2 separate regions of the Pan troglodytes genome follow, and region 2 is linked to region 1. Evidence: chromatin contacts called from public capture Hi-C data. All regions are on one chromosome and are shown on one strand. Each heading gives the region's core, a stretch centred on a gene start, on an enhancer-like site or on the middle of the called end of the contact. The rest is flanking DNA. Distances are from core to core; before and after follow the strand shown.

What was found. Capture Hi-C pulls out chosen DNA fragments and counts their contacts.
Region 2: a contact with region 1 is called in a capture Hi-C map of stem cell-derived neural stem cells, with 6 times the contacts expected there. The contact joins two enhancer-like sites. A contact is called at or near these places in 1 of 7 Hi-C or Micro-C datasets (induced pluripotent stem cells) and 1 of 1 other capture datasets (stem cell-derived neural stem cells).

What each region holds. Positions count from the first base shown.
Region 1 is chr1:143,039,171-143,046,471 of NHGRI_mPanTro3-v2.0_pri, forward strand. The region is part of intron 1 of LOC134810836 (a long non-coding RNA gene); the gene reads left to right. Among named protein-coding and RNA genes, the nearest start is that of PKN2, 610 kb to the left of the region's middle. Within about 2 kb of position 4,946, at least 1 of the 24 cell types and tissues checked has an H3K27ac peak or open chromatin away from gene starts, as enhancers often do. A contact at or near this core is called in stem cell-derived neural stem cells, where this site is marked.
Region 2 is chr1:143,953,080-143,960,894 of NHGRI_mPanTro3-v2.0_pri, forward strand. No RefSeq gene overlaps it. Among named protein-coding and RNA genes, the nearest start is that of LMO4, 170 kb to the left of the region's middle. Within about 2 kb of position 3,947, at least 9 of the 24 cell types and tissues checked have an H3K27ac peak or open chromatin away from gene starts, as enhancers often do. A contact at or near this core is called in stem cell-derived neural stem cells, where this site is marked.

The sequences.
Region 1 (7,301 bases), core at 3,696-6,195:
TCTCTTAGTAGCACTCTGAGTTTCACCCACCATATGAAAAGTTCAGCTTTCTCCCCACAGAGTGGACACCTAGGTACAGGTCTCTTTGAGCGGTAATCTTGCAGCCAAGAATCGGGTAGGCCAATGCATGTCTAAGTGCTACAGGCTCAGATATCTGTGTTCCTGGCTCTTGAACCTGTTTATCTTTCTTGCCTACCTGCAAAGTCTCTGGTGCATGCTGTATGTCTTTGAGTGCTTCTCCCCTCTCTGAGAGAAGCAAAGCCTTCTGGGGCACAATAAAATTGCTTTAGGAAGGCAAGAAACAGATGGAATATAAATGGGTTCAGGTGCTCCAGGGACCTCAATGCTGCTGCAGAAGGCAGGCAACAGAGCATCTAAACAGCAAAAGAATATTTGCTTTTTTTCTCTTAAATGTTGTGTTGGGGCAGAGGAAGTTTCAAGGTTAAGAATCAAAGGTTCTCCACTTTGTACAAATGATATATACACTGGATTCTGTTTAAAGCCAGTTGCTTTCTAGATTTCAGGAGAAATTTACTGGTGGCTGTAACCTATGTGCAGGGTGAAAGGTAGGCCCTAAATTTAATTCATGGTAAAGTGATTCTTCTTCTACTTGAACTATTTTATAAGAGTGTCTTTGCAAGACTAAAGGGTTTGGAGTTAGACAGAAGCCAATACTGGACTCAACACATGCTGTTTGTCTCACCTTGGACAAGTCACCTAAATTCCCGGAGTCTCCATATTCTAAATTCCAAAATGGAGATAATAAAAGTTGTAATGAGGATTTTTTGGAAGTATATAGGTATGTGCATGTCAAGTACTGGCAAACTGTTAAAACTGCAAGATCAACATATGCCTGAGGTTTACAGTTAACTGCTCTCCCCCTTCTCTCAGACAAATGATGGACAACCTCTATGGTATCACCACTCTCTTCATTGCTCCATTTTACACTTCTCATGAAATTTCTAAGGGTCACAACTTTTAGCCCCTCCTGTCTCACTCTTCTTTATTTCCTTGCAATTTTCATCAATAAGCAAGAAAAATCCAACCAGCAATAAGGCCTAGGATAAGTTTTTCAATTTTGGAGAATAAATTTTGCCATGGAATCAACAGCCTTAGTGAACAGTGTTCTTGCCAAAATGCGCTGCTTCCAAGAAACAATTAATGATAAACAGTGCGTATTAAGTGCTCACTGTGTGACAGGTAATGTTGTAAGTGCTTGACTTGAATTTACCAAATTAATCAACCCCAAAATGCTATGAGGAACATCCGATTTTTACTCCCATTTTACAGATGAGGAAAGTGATAGATCAAGAAGTTAAGTGACTTGTCCAAGGCCAAACAAGTGAAAAAGGGAACTGAGATGCTGACCAAGGCAGACTGTCTCCAGCACTCATGTCTGTAACCACTAGGAAGGCTGTAATTTAAAAAAAAGAGAGGAGATTTGTCCTGCTTGCCTGGACTTTCGAGCTAAATATAAATCTAAACGCATGCAGAGCAACAGGTCCAATATAGTTTTACTGATACACTCTCTGTACTATAACTTGTATACAATGGCCCGGGGCAATGGGGGACCATATCCGCTGAGGTTTATTGCCTGGCAGCCTAAGATTTATAACCTACATATGGTGGTGGTGTGTTTTTAACATCCCCCTCATGTATATTTTCTTAGCAAGATAGTAAGTTTCTCAAAGGTTGGTGTACAGCTTTTTATTTATCTTGCATATCCCTTACTTACAACACTTTGGGGCTCAGTAAATGGTTTTGATTGGCTGCCTGAATTTCAGTGACTCGGTATGGTGATCACAATGACTACATCTGCAGAATGAAGAAAGAGCTAGGGGCATGGTTCATCTGGGAATTAGGGATTTTATTTCAAGTTCTGGGACTTTATCCCTAACTTGGTCTTATAAGATAGCATATCAGTAGACATTCAAGGTGTATTTCTTGAGTGTTCATCATTAGCAAAGGCCAAGGCTAGGTACTGTGAGGACAAAGGCACACCAGACAGGGCTCTTACCCTCTAAGACCTCACTATATAATGGAAATTAGGTCCAACAATATCCCACTGGAGAAGTGGGAATCAAACTGGAAGAATCTGGAATGGCTCCTTGGAGTAGGTGGGATTTAGCTAAACTTTACAAAAAGCAATAGGATCGAGAAAAATATATGGATCAAGGAAATGCCAAGAATGCTCCACTTGCCATTAAACAGGGGTAGAAATTTAAGCCTGAGTTGACGCAACCACCTCAGAACAGAGTTTGTCTTATTCCTACCCTGGAACTTTAATGAGGACAATTACTTCTTTCAAAAAAGTTCTGTAAGATTTAAGAGAGAGAGCTAATCATCTCATGATTTGCTTGGTTTGGGAATTGGGAGGACCAAATTGTTAGATGCCTCGTGTGTATAAAGCAACGTTAAGTGCTTAACAATTAAATAATACATTTTTTAAAAGCACAAAAAAGTATTATTTAATCCTCACATTGGTTACAAATGAAGAAACTGAGTTTTAGAAAAAAATAATTTGCTCATGATCGTGCAGGTAAGTGGCAGAGCAGAAATTCAAACCCAGGTCTGTCTGACTCCAAAGTTCATACATTTGAATAATATATACCTTATTCTGTCAAATTATCTGAGCCTTATCCTGGTGTGGGTTCTTGTTTATTCTTCTCTGCAAACACTGCATTTATAGAAAAGTAAAAAACACCTACAAATTCAAAGTTTACTTTTATTCATGTGTCTTGTAGTTTCACATTAACTGCCTATTTTTCTTTTCTTTATCACCCCAAAGTTTTTCTTTTTTATTTTTTTAACTAGAACTTTTCAACCTTCTATGATCTCTTTATAATTCCCTTTAGAATGCATAATTGTGCTCGATCAATTTGTTAGAGGCTTTTGAAGTGTTAAAAAAACTACATTAAAATTATTTTCTTTCAGGTTTTATGTTAATGAACATAGGTGCTATTCAGAGCAAAGTCAGAGTGTCAAGGGAACTTTAGTTAAAGTTATTCATACATAAACTAAAAAAGGAAACATCTTTAGTAGAGGAAAAATACATTTAATGAGTAAGTACGGCACACAATTCCTCCTTTCAAAAATGTCAGCTCATATTGAACCTCCATTCTAGATATCGTACAATTACTTTGTCAACAGAAGGTAGAGTAGTGATGGATGACGCATTGGTTCTTGAAACCAAACTTTCTGTGAGTTACTTAGGCTGAAACTAAGTGCTTTTACATTCCAGTCTTATTGATGATAGTGGTTTTATATTTATCACCCTGTCATTTCAGTTGACTGTATCAACCTCTTCCCTGTAAGAATATGGACACTAATGGAGGTGAGTCCTTAGTGCTCTGAAGGGTCACAGATTCATTCTGTGAACACAGTCAGGGCACAGGCTGCTTTGCGTTGAAGCTCAGAGGCAGCTTTACCCATTTCAAAAAGGGATCAGCAAAGAGGGCCTTAAAAGGCCTTTGGAAATTGTGTTCTTATTGGCTCTCTTTTGACCATGACCCATCCTTGTGGTGCTGCACACAGAGGCTTTCGTCTCTCACTAATGGAGCGTTACTATTTTGCAGCCTCCCCTATAATAGGAAGAATTCTACCAGGACCTTGGCAAGTCGGGGACCTGATTGCAACACTTTATTTATAAGAAATTCTGTCAAGAATCAATAATAGTCTTGGGTCTCAAGTTCTTTCTTTAATAATACTTTGATATGATTTGTCACAAGCTAGCCCAGAGTATCCTCGAGATTTTATTACTTAGCTTGCAGCACAGTGTCTTATCTTTGAGTCATGAGATCAGCCATGGGGACACCTTTAAAAAGCTATATGCTTTACTGTTTGGTTATTACAGAAAGTCTATATTACTCAATAATACCTTTTATAGGGTGTGCTGTCACATCTTCACACAGATGTTTAACCCCAATGTAGATATACTGAATGCCTGGAGGCCATTTTAGTGACATGGACATTGTTTTTCATGACTGGATGCCTGATGTATCAATAGCAGTGAAAACAGAAAACAAATGGAACTATACAAAAATAAAATCACCACCACAACAGAAAAACCCACTACCACCGTCACAAAAAATGTTGATTTATTTTCTTAGCCTGACATTTCTGACCAGATCTCAAACTAACCGTTCATTTTGACAAAGATTTTGTTTAGAGTCCAGAGTGTTAGATTTTTATTACCTGAAAGCAGCAGAAATTTGGAGAAGTCAATTTAGATTCCTTTCTTGTGTGCAAGCAGCTCCTTAGGTTTCACCGTACATCTCAATAAACACAATCCTACGACATCAGTAGCATGCTGTAGAGCAATGGCTCTAAATATGTTTTATGCTGCTCAGCCATGGAATTCATATTGTTACAGCTAATGCCTGTTGGTAAATGCTTGTATCATTACATGTTGTATTTACAAAACTATATATTGTCAGCTTAGAGTTTCGTCTCTCCAATCTGTTTTTCTTCTTTGAAGGAAAATAGCAGAAAATGTACTAATACTCACTGTAGACAAAACACACACATACATACACATGGAAACACACACATACACACGCACACACAAACCAAGATTTTAAAATGGTAATCATTTTGAATTTTGAAATTAGAGAAAATGAGGGAGAAACACTCCTTGGAAAGTTATTATTTTAGATCTTTCATCTGTCTCCAAATTGGTACTAATCTTCCATGTAGATTTAAGAAAATTGTTGGTATGTGAGCAAACATTTTATTTAAAAGTTTTCTGTTTTGTTCTTGCGGCTGCTGCTGTTGCTGTTGCTGAAGGGGAATCTCCTTATGCGGCCAGCTGGCTTTCCCAGCAGCTCCCATCCTGGCTGACGTGTGCAGGGCACAAGGAATGAAGCTCTGCCCTGGGCTCAGCATAGACACACCGCCACTGCCCAGAAGACATCCTGGCTTTATTTCCTTGCCTTGTGCAGCATAAGCAGAGGCAGCAGTGGTCACAGCTTCTGGCTGTGACAGGCTGCTCTGAGAACTTTGTCTTTCTCCTCTCACAAGGCCAGGTGTGCCTTCCAGTCCAGAGACTGAAGGTACTTCTCGTCACCCGCTCATATTCTCTGCCCACACTGGGCTTCTGCTGTGGCTTAGGGCTAATGGGTGACAGGCTTCTCCTCCTGGCATTGCTCCATTATGCAGCTTCCCCAGCACTGAGCAGTGCTACGAATGTGTGATAACCTGCCTCGAGATTGACCTAAGAACCCTAGCTTTACCTGTAGGACTTTGTCTAAGGGCAGGAGAAAGGAATCTGTATTTGCTAAATATCTATCATGAACCAAAATCTGAGCTGGACCCTTGACATGCATTGGCTTGTTTAATATTCCTATCACTGTCAAGAAAGTATCATGCCCTCTGTGATGCAAGTGAGGAACCCTACATTCGGAGATTAGAGAGTTTGCTGCCATCATACAGAGGACAGTGTAGGAACTGGCCAACAGGGTGAGGGAGATTGAACTTCAAAATTCCTACTTTTGCTACTAAAAACCATGCCACCAAATTAACCATGCTGCCAGCTTCTTCCATATTCACATGGATGACTGTTCCTTTGAGATTCTTATAGCCTACTCTCTAGCCCATTCACCACACCATCCAAGCACTTTTCTCGCTTCCTATCCAAATCCTGCCATTTTTTCAAAGCCAAGTTCATTCCCACTTCTCCATGAACCCTTCTCCAATAAACCAATTCAGATATTGTGTCTAAATTTTTATTTTGAAATAATTGTAGATTCATCTACAATTATAAGAAATAATGCAGAGAGAGCTTGTATATCCTTCATTGTATTAGTCTGTTCTCCCACTGCTAATAAAGACATACCCAAGACTTATAATTTATAAAGGAAAGAGGTTCAATCGACTCGCAGTTCAGCATGGCTGGGGAGGCCTCAGGAAACTTATAATCGTGGCGGAAGGGGAAGCTTCAAACACATCATTCTTCATATGGTGGCAGCAAGGAGAAGTACTGAGCAAAAAGGGGAAAAGCCCCTTATAAAACCATCAGATCTCGTGAGAATTCACTCACTATCAGGAGAATAACATGAGGTTAGCTGCCTCCATGATTCAGTTACCTCCCACCGGGTCCCTCCCACGGCATGTGGGGATTATGTGAACTACAATTCAAGATGAGATTTGGTTGGGGACACAGCCAAACCATATTATTCACCCAGTGTCATTCAGTTTTAATATTTTATATAACTATGGCACAAAATCACAAAGAAAATATTGACATTGACACACTCTATCAACATTACTCAGATTTCACCAGTTTTACATGCATTTGTGTATGCGTTTAGTTCTATGGAATTTTATCACATGTATAAATCTGTGTGACTACCACCACAATCAAGATACAGAATAATTCCATCACAAGGATCTCTTGTAATACCCTCATATAGCCATAGTCATCTCCCTACTTCTCTTGTAATACCCTCATATAGCCACAGTCACCTTCCCTGCCTAATCCTGGCAATCAGTAATCCATTCACAATTTCTATAATTGTGTTATTTCAATAGTGTTATATGAACTGAATCATACAGTATGTAATCTTTTGAGAGCAAACCTATTCAGTTTGGGAACTTCTAATCTTGACTTAAATACATTTTGTGTGAAATCACTCATTCATTCATCCATTCAAATATATTTATAGGACACCTACAATGTGATTGGTACTATCTGAGATACTGGAAATACAGTAATAAACCAAAGTGACAAACATCTCCTTGTAATATATTTTGTTCTTTTTTCATAGTGACAGATATTGCTTTTGAGAAATTTCTTGTTTGCATTCTTATCCCAGCAATAGATTGTAAACTCCCTGAGAGCAGACAACTCATCAAACAAGTCTGTTGTTTCACATATAAGGCCTAGAGAGGCAAACCTTTACTAAGAATATAGAACTTGGACTTACCCTGTGGAGAGACACCTATAGAGGTCATCTGGTCCATTCTCCTACTAAAAGATCATTAAAAGAAGAGAAACTATTACTCTCTAACACACGTGAAGGGCTTTGCATTGAACAATAACATGTAAAGTAATCTAAATATATCAGCTCCTTTCACCACCCCATCAGCCTTCAGCACCTCTCACTCACAGACATCACACTATCAATCTTGATGCCTCCCACTCAGGGTAAGCTCAGTAGCTCCACTTTGATTTGTTACTGGCCTGTGCCACAGATGCCCGCATCCTCTGGATAAAGAACTGCACATCAGAAAAGAATAAGGCCTGCTATCGTGTATGTGGTACAATTGTCTCACGTATATATGCTCCTCTGCTACATCTGACA
Region 2 (7,815 bases), core at 2,697-5,196, 910 kb after region 1:
GACCTTTATAGCCCTGCAATATAAGGTTTTGGACACAGGCTAACCCAGGAAAGGGGTTATTACCTTGAGTGAAGAGGCTCACTTACATAGAGGGCAATGAGCAGAGAGGGAGACAGCTGAGGGCTGTCAGCCAATGGTACTCTCAGCAGCTGGAGGAGTAAGGCTTCAATCCTGAAGGGGGATCTGGGTGGTAGCAAATAGTGACTTCCATAGAACCTAGCTCTAGCTCTTACTAACTTTATGACCTTGGGCAAGTCAGTCATATTCTCTGGGCCTTAGTTTCCTGATCTGTAAAATGGAAATGACAAAAATGTCTACCTCATAGGGTTGTCATGGAGATTAAATGAAATAATAATGCAATACACATTAATCAGAGCCTGGCACATAATAAGGAACACTGTAGCTTCTAGATAGAAGAAGCCTGGGGCCTATATGAGAAGCTACTAAATTATGAGATGCAACAAAAGGGGTTGCTAAACTGTGGGCACTGGGAGCTTAGAAGAGGTAAAGATCAAGGAAGTAAATAAAAGCAATTTCAAAGAGCAGACAGTCAATTGATACATGGACTTTAGAAAGGTGTAACAGAAGAAGACAGCTTCCAGATGAGATATTAACAAGAGCAAAGGCCCAACAAACATGGTATTTGCAGAGCAATGATGAAGTCGGCCTGGCCGCTGCAGTGTTTCTTGCCCAGAAGTAGACTAGGAGGTGGGTGGATTATGGAAAGCTTAGACATCCAAGCAGAAACAGCAGCTCTGGACTTCCCAACAGACCATAGTTTAGTTGGACTCGAAAGTGGCTTGAGGGGCATTCCGGAGAAATGGAATGTCTTGGCAGGAGAGGGAAAGGAAGGAAGATGGAGGGAGACAGCGAAGAGAGAGGAATGAGGAGCAGAGAGACATGTGGAGGAGAGAGAAGGCTGGAAACAAATTGGGTATTAAAAGCCAATCCAGAGAGTGCAAAAGAAAATCAGAAGTGAAGAAAGTGAAGAGAAAATGTAGAGTAAATAGAGTTTTAAGAAATAATGGTCTTCCAATTTCAGAAGTTCCAATTCAAAGAGTCGGACTGTTCAGCTATGTTACCTCCTTGAGAAACAATACAAATACACTTATTAAGAAGCCAGAGCTTTGCTATATTATAAATAGTTCTGAATTAAGGTCCCTTCCCAAAATGCCTACTCTTCCAACAGGTGCAATATTACACCATCTGCCCAACAAAAGAATCTAAATGTCACTAACTTCAGAAGAAAATGTAATTGACTGCCTAGGACCCTAGTTTATTATGATATTTAATAACTTGTACTTATATAGCATGTAGGGGCATAAAAGGTGTTATAAATGTTAACCCTCTAATTCACACAATAACTCCTTAGAAAGAGAGAAAGCGTGACACTCCCTTTTTAACAGATCCATTCATTCAACAAACATTTATTGGGTTCCTACATGCTAAGCATTGTAATGATGTAGAAATTTGGCTACATGGAGTTTGATTCAGGCTGTTGGGTGCCTGCCTGCTCCCCCAGACACAATGAGAGCCTCCCAAGAGCAGGAACCATGACTTTTTCTCTCTGAAGTCTTAGAGCCCAAAACTGCACCTGGAAAGAAGTTTTATTCCATAAATATTTATAGATTTTTTAAATTAAATACCCAGCATTACCTATAAGTCTCTGCTACCATTATTAAAAAACATAAACCCCAAAACTCTTGACTTCTGAGGCATTGCTAGCCACTGGACCTTATTTCCTGTGGAACCCCATAATCTCCTCTTTGAGATGGTAAAACATTCACTCATCCTCTGAACACTGTGAATTGTGTGCAATTTCCACAGCCCTTTGCATTTACTGGTTACAAGGTACAGGCTGAGACGGGCCCCACACTAAGAGCTGCTCTTTTCTTAAAGACTTTTGGCTTCTATGAAGATTTTTATATTGGAAGGAAAAATAGAACTCTGGATCTAGAAATCACTCCAAGTCAATATCCTCTTGGTAGTCTGGGTTGGGTGTGGGAAAGTTCCACTTGGCGGCTCTGAGGTCCCAACTACTATCAAATGGCTAGCACAAAAGAGAAACAAATTGGATATTGAGCATCTCTCTGACTCAGGTCTTGGGGTCTCACTGTGTTGGTGAGATCATGCTCTAGTGAGATGCTTCACAGGTATCTGGTAATTTAACCAACTTGTACAGGGTCCAAAACAAAGCCATCTTGTGCCATAGCAAAGTCCCGGTGAACTGGGGAAGGAGACACTTACGAGTGTGTGCCTAAATTGTTCACCTTCTACCCCGCCCACATCCCAATGTGGATGCCATTAAAAATCTCAATTGCTAATATCTGGAAGGTATCCTGCGCTCTCAGAACTAAGGCCAGGGTGTCATCTGTCTCTAATCATGAAAGCAGACTCTCTCCAAGCCTGAAGACTGAAGTGGCACCAAAAGTCTCAGGGGCTCCAGCCCAAGCCTGGTGCTATCACCCTTGGGACAGTCACAGCAGATGGTCCATTTTCACAAATGTCAAAAATCAGGCTCCAGACACTCACGAGGCCAGAGTACACCCTAAATTAGCTGTCGGCCACTTAAATCATACAGGTTACACTTTCTCTTTACCTTTTGCTCCCTAACGTTGCTCAGTGAATGACTGTATGAACTGCCGCTCTCCAAAGAGCTTCAAACGAACTCCATGTAAACAGTGCATCTGAAGAGGCCCGCAGAACTTGAAAGAAGAGGACTTGGCTTCCCTCGTTCTTTGAAAAATATATCCTGTATCTCTTGGCTGGATCATACAGAAAAAGAAATCTGAGTTTCTTTCTTCTGCTCTTCCGGGGAGGAGGGTGGCACAGTCTGTCTATGGCTGAGCCCACAGTTGTACATGAAAGTTAATATTTCCAGGGCCCTGCGTGGGATACCTTTCCCAGAATTCATGTTCTCCATGGGAAACTGAAATAGCGCGTGAGAGTTGCCCTAAGTAGATTTAAATAATTAAATTCAAAAATTCTCAAACCACTTGCTGTTTCAAATTTATTTCTTTAATAACAGCTCAGACTCAGCAACAGACTGGATTAAGGTTTCATTTATTGGAAATTTAAGGTATATCCAGCTCTGGGTGTTGTTTTTAAGTATTTAAGGGGAAATTTGTGCTGGGTGAAAATGAAGAGACTGCAGCATTATAAATTCATTTCCTCTATTAGAAGCAGGGCTGCGCCTGCACGCTGCAGCTGTTCCAGGAGGCAGTCCCGACAGGCTGGAGGGCGAGCCGGGAGCAGACGACCCTTTGTTTCCCCAGTAGGGGAGATTTGGCCAGTCCAACACCCTCGGCAAGAACTATTTCCTCAGTGGCGCCAGGCAGTTGGGCAGGATCATCTGGGGTGGTTTTCATGTGGCAAAGTAAAGCATCCTTTGGGATTCCAGGGAAACTTCTAAGGGATCCATTTGCATCTGTGACCTCAAACCATGCCTTGCACCAGGCCCCAAAGATGGGAGGCTGCCATGGCCTGAGCCTAGTTTGCTGACCTCTGAAATAACCCATCCTGAGACATTCAGCAAAGCCTCAGAAAACAGGTGTTACATTGCAGGTAACAGCCCCACGGTACTTACTATTCATGCTAACAATTTTACAAACAAGTGAGTTTCTTATACATTCATCGCCACCCCCAGGCATTCATATTCTTTTTAAGTACAGAAACCTTAATTAGATTTTGACCACAGACCCGGATTTGACTTACCCTGACAGGGTTTCCATTAGTGTAATCTGTGGGGGAATTCGCTGTTTTAACATCTGTGTGCCTGAGGCCTATCTCACATTTACTGCAAAACTCTGAAAAGCCTCCCTTGTATGGCTGTATGTTTCCTCATGCTCCCAATTTCACAGAAGTCATTTCAGCACCAAACGGTAATTAGCAAAGGGATGGGCCTCAGCTGACATGAATGCAATTTATTGTTTTCCACGAGGCCCTGAACCAAGCAAACAAAGAACACAGTCTAGCTGTCTGGCATTTTATTAACTTGTATTGTGCGGTGCACCTTACTGAAGGGAGATCTTCAAGAGAAATTCAGCAGTTTGTGTGTGGCAACACACAGACTTTGGAAGAATATTAATTTCAGTTCAATTAGGCAAGTTTTGTGGTACCTCAGCCTGTAATAGAGGACAGCCACTTTTATAATTATCTTCCATATTAACTTTATCATCACCAGACTTTTGCATAAATTCAACCTTTCATCTTTAAAATGCCAACACTTCTTCAATTTTGGCAACCGTACAGCACTGCTAATTATTTGCTCATTATGTGTGGTTAACTGATGAATCATTAATAAATGAATGAATGGCTAATATATTTTTATGGTAATTGGAGATATAACTGATTGCAGACTTCCTTAGCTTCTCAAAACGGCATTGAATGAGCAGTGGCTGCCTAATTGTTTACAGATGATATTTATGCCCCCACCCAGCGTTTCCCACAGTTGTGGTTTATCCCTGGCATATTCTCATCAGTCCAGGGTGGCGGCTTGAACCAGTCTGGGCAGAGGGGAGTGGGCGGCAGCATAACCGAGCTTCCTTTATTGTGTTTTTGTCACCTCGTTTGTTTCAGCTCAGCTGACACGTAACCACGTACGAGCCGCATGACCATTTGCTAGCAATTCAAACAGTGCTTGTGGACTCTATTTGCCTAGCCATTGGCAGGGCCACAGCTATGACACTGCTGTGGTTACCCCTAGTCACAAACACATAAAGACTCAGATGCTGACACACAAAGACTCGGGCCATCCAACTGCCACTTGTCTTGCCTGGCACACCCAAAGGAGCAGTGGCCAGTGGCCACCCAGCGTGGTGTCTCTGTGGTCGAAGAGTTAAAGGGGACCCTTTGCAAAGTTTGACTGGGAGCCTGGAGTCCAATTTGCACCACTGACTAAAGTCCAGAAAATAAAATCAACCAGAGATCCTTTAACTCCATTCACTGACTCACCATTCCACAGCTGGTTAACGTGTTTGGAGATTAACTGCTGAATTACAAAAATTATATTTATCATGCTGCAAATCAGTCAGCACCTATAGGTTAAAAACAAAGAGTACGTATTTGTTGACAATTCTTGTGAAAATGAAAGATAGAATACTTGCCAAATAAGGCTTGTTTAGCTTCACACAAACAGACGGAAGATCAAGTTAAAAATGCAAAGGAGATTACCAATTCTTAATTATAATTATTTAACCAGGTGGGTAGTTTCTCCTAATGAACATTTCCATGAAAACAGAATAACTAATGACAGTCTTAAAGAAGCCTTTGTCTTTCCATGTACTAATGATCACATTTATAAATATGCAGCAAGGCCCCCGTGTACATTGCTAATGATAAGTAATTAAGTACCAGGCGTGGGAAGCCAGTGAAAAGGGTCATGTTAATGCAGGAGAGGAAATTAAAAATGCAATAAAATAAGTTGCCTAGAAAAGATTAAATAAACTTCTGGCTTCTCCTTCTTCCAGAAGTAAAAGAACAGTTTCCCCATTCTTGTAGTGAAGCCATGGCAGGCCAGTCAACAGCTGGTTATCAAGTCAGACAGTACCAAGTGATCCACTTGCTTTCTACCTCCATCCCCATTTTATCCTGCAGGATTTCAGGCAGAGGGTGTGGCTCAAAGTAAAAGGCATTTTGGGTCACCAAAGGAGAAGATGAGCCCCTTGGAAAAAGGAAACAGTTGGCCATCACAGATGGATACCTTCCACTGGCTAATTAAATAGGACTTTGGTTGCTGTTGCTAAAGTACCACTTGTTTATAAAACTGTGTTGACCAATCTGGGTTTTTTTCTTCCTTCTGGAAGAAAAAGAGAGGACAAGATCAGTGCCTTTTCCAGTAGAGCAGAATAACCTTCTCATGTTGTTGGCTTCCCCAGCAGACTGCAAACTCCTGGAGGGTGAGACCACGACTCTGTGTTATTAGACATTGTAGCCCTCACACCTAGCCCTGCACAGAGGCCGTGAATGCTTAATAAACACTGGTTGAATAAGTGAATGAATGAATGTTCAGAATAAACCATCCCTAAGCCAAGGAGCAGTTTGTCCAAGAGCCCTGTCACATCGCTCCCCATCCAAGCAGCCCTGCCACCCAAACGCTGGCCCACTCGAAAGATATAAGGGCTTTCTGTCATTCACTTACTGAGAAAGGCACTGATTCCTTCTTCAACATATCATCATCAAAAGGAACAGAAATTTGAAGCTTTAAGGAAAAAAAAAGGTCTTTGCAAAAAAAATCATATAGTTGGTTGTCAGACTCCTGTTTAGGAATTGACTAGGAATCCCAGCATCTCTTTTGAGCATTAAAGACACACAAAATGAATAAGGGCCTTCTTGGCAAAAGAAAAGGGACTTATATTTGGATCTCCAAAGCTCTTAAATAAGAGCAATTTTGATTTTTTTTTAAAGTATCTTAGTGAAGCTCTCAAACCACTGAAGATTTTTTTCTTTCAAACGTTTCGAACTCGTTGATCTCAAGTCTCTCCAGACCTCCACATTCCCTAACTGTTCTATGTGGTTAATCCCTGAGTGGGGGGAATCTAATTTTCTGCGGCTGCAGTCTCGGGTTAACAAGAAGGCAACCTTGATCTGAAGAAAATAGCAACCCACGAAAATCTAAACCTTGGTTGGCGATTTGGGGTAGCTTTTCTTGTTTAAATTTTCTCCCCTTTTTTCTTTAACAAGTTTAAGAAACAAGTCATAAGGCAGAAAATCTAGGGTTTGGCTGTCTCTGCCCTGTTTTAAGGCTCCTTCTGAATTCAAATGAATCATTTCCTTTTACATAAAATCTTCAACGAGGCCACACTTCTTTTGTTATCAGAGTGTTGTCATCGGCAAGCCTGCTCGACTCTCATAAAGGCAATTTAGTACCTGACATTCGAGCAACGTGTGCGCGGGCCTGGATTTGCCTTACAAATAAGGGCTGCCAAGGAAACCTCTGGGGAGGCCGGCGGCCCTGCTCGGGGACACCTAAGGTGCATCTTTCATCAACTTCTCCGACAGGCCTTTGCTTCCCAGGGCGTGCTGTTCTGTACACAGCCGCCTTCCCCTCCCGAGAAAGTTCAGGACCGCGGCGGGGCCACTCTGCAAGCTTATCCTGACCCCCAGCGGTCGACCCTGTCATCGGGCCCGCACCGGGTCCCTCTCTCGCTGCCGGGCAGAGGCGAGCACCGCCCTGAGGTTCCCTGGATCCCAGGGACCCAAGCACCATTCGCTTTAATTGACAATTAAAACAAACTTCGGTTCTCACAAGAATCAACCGAGTGAAATTTCACAACTGCAAGTTTCACAATTCAATTCCCTTGAAGCAAAACCAACAGTTTCCCTGAGGTTTCACTCCACACCTCTCCATTTGTTGTTTAACTTCCCCCTCAAGTTTCTCTTCCCACACACAATTTTATTTTCAAGTCAGTCATGGAAACAGTTTAATTATGTTTCTGGGGGTCCCCGCATCCTCCCTGCCCCGGTGCTGAGTCAGCGCTTCCGCGAGCCCCAGGATGAGGACTCCAGCGAGCGTATGTTTATTAACAGAGCAGCGTGGCGCTCCCAGCGACCAGGGGGGCCCCCGAGGTGGCTATTTATGGCTTCTGCCCACCGGCCTGCCTGTTCAAGCTGTTTCATATTGTCAGCCACCGGAATCAAACAACCTGAAATAAGGCCTCCGCGGCCACGAATAGAATGCAGTCAGCAAACAACGTCCGACCCCGGCGGTAGAGTCGCCGGATTTAGCAAGTAAAAATACAAGATGCCCAGTTAAGATTGAATTCAGATAAACCACAAATACGTTTTTAGTATAAGTATGTCCCAAATATTGCAAGG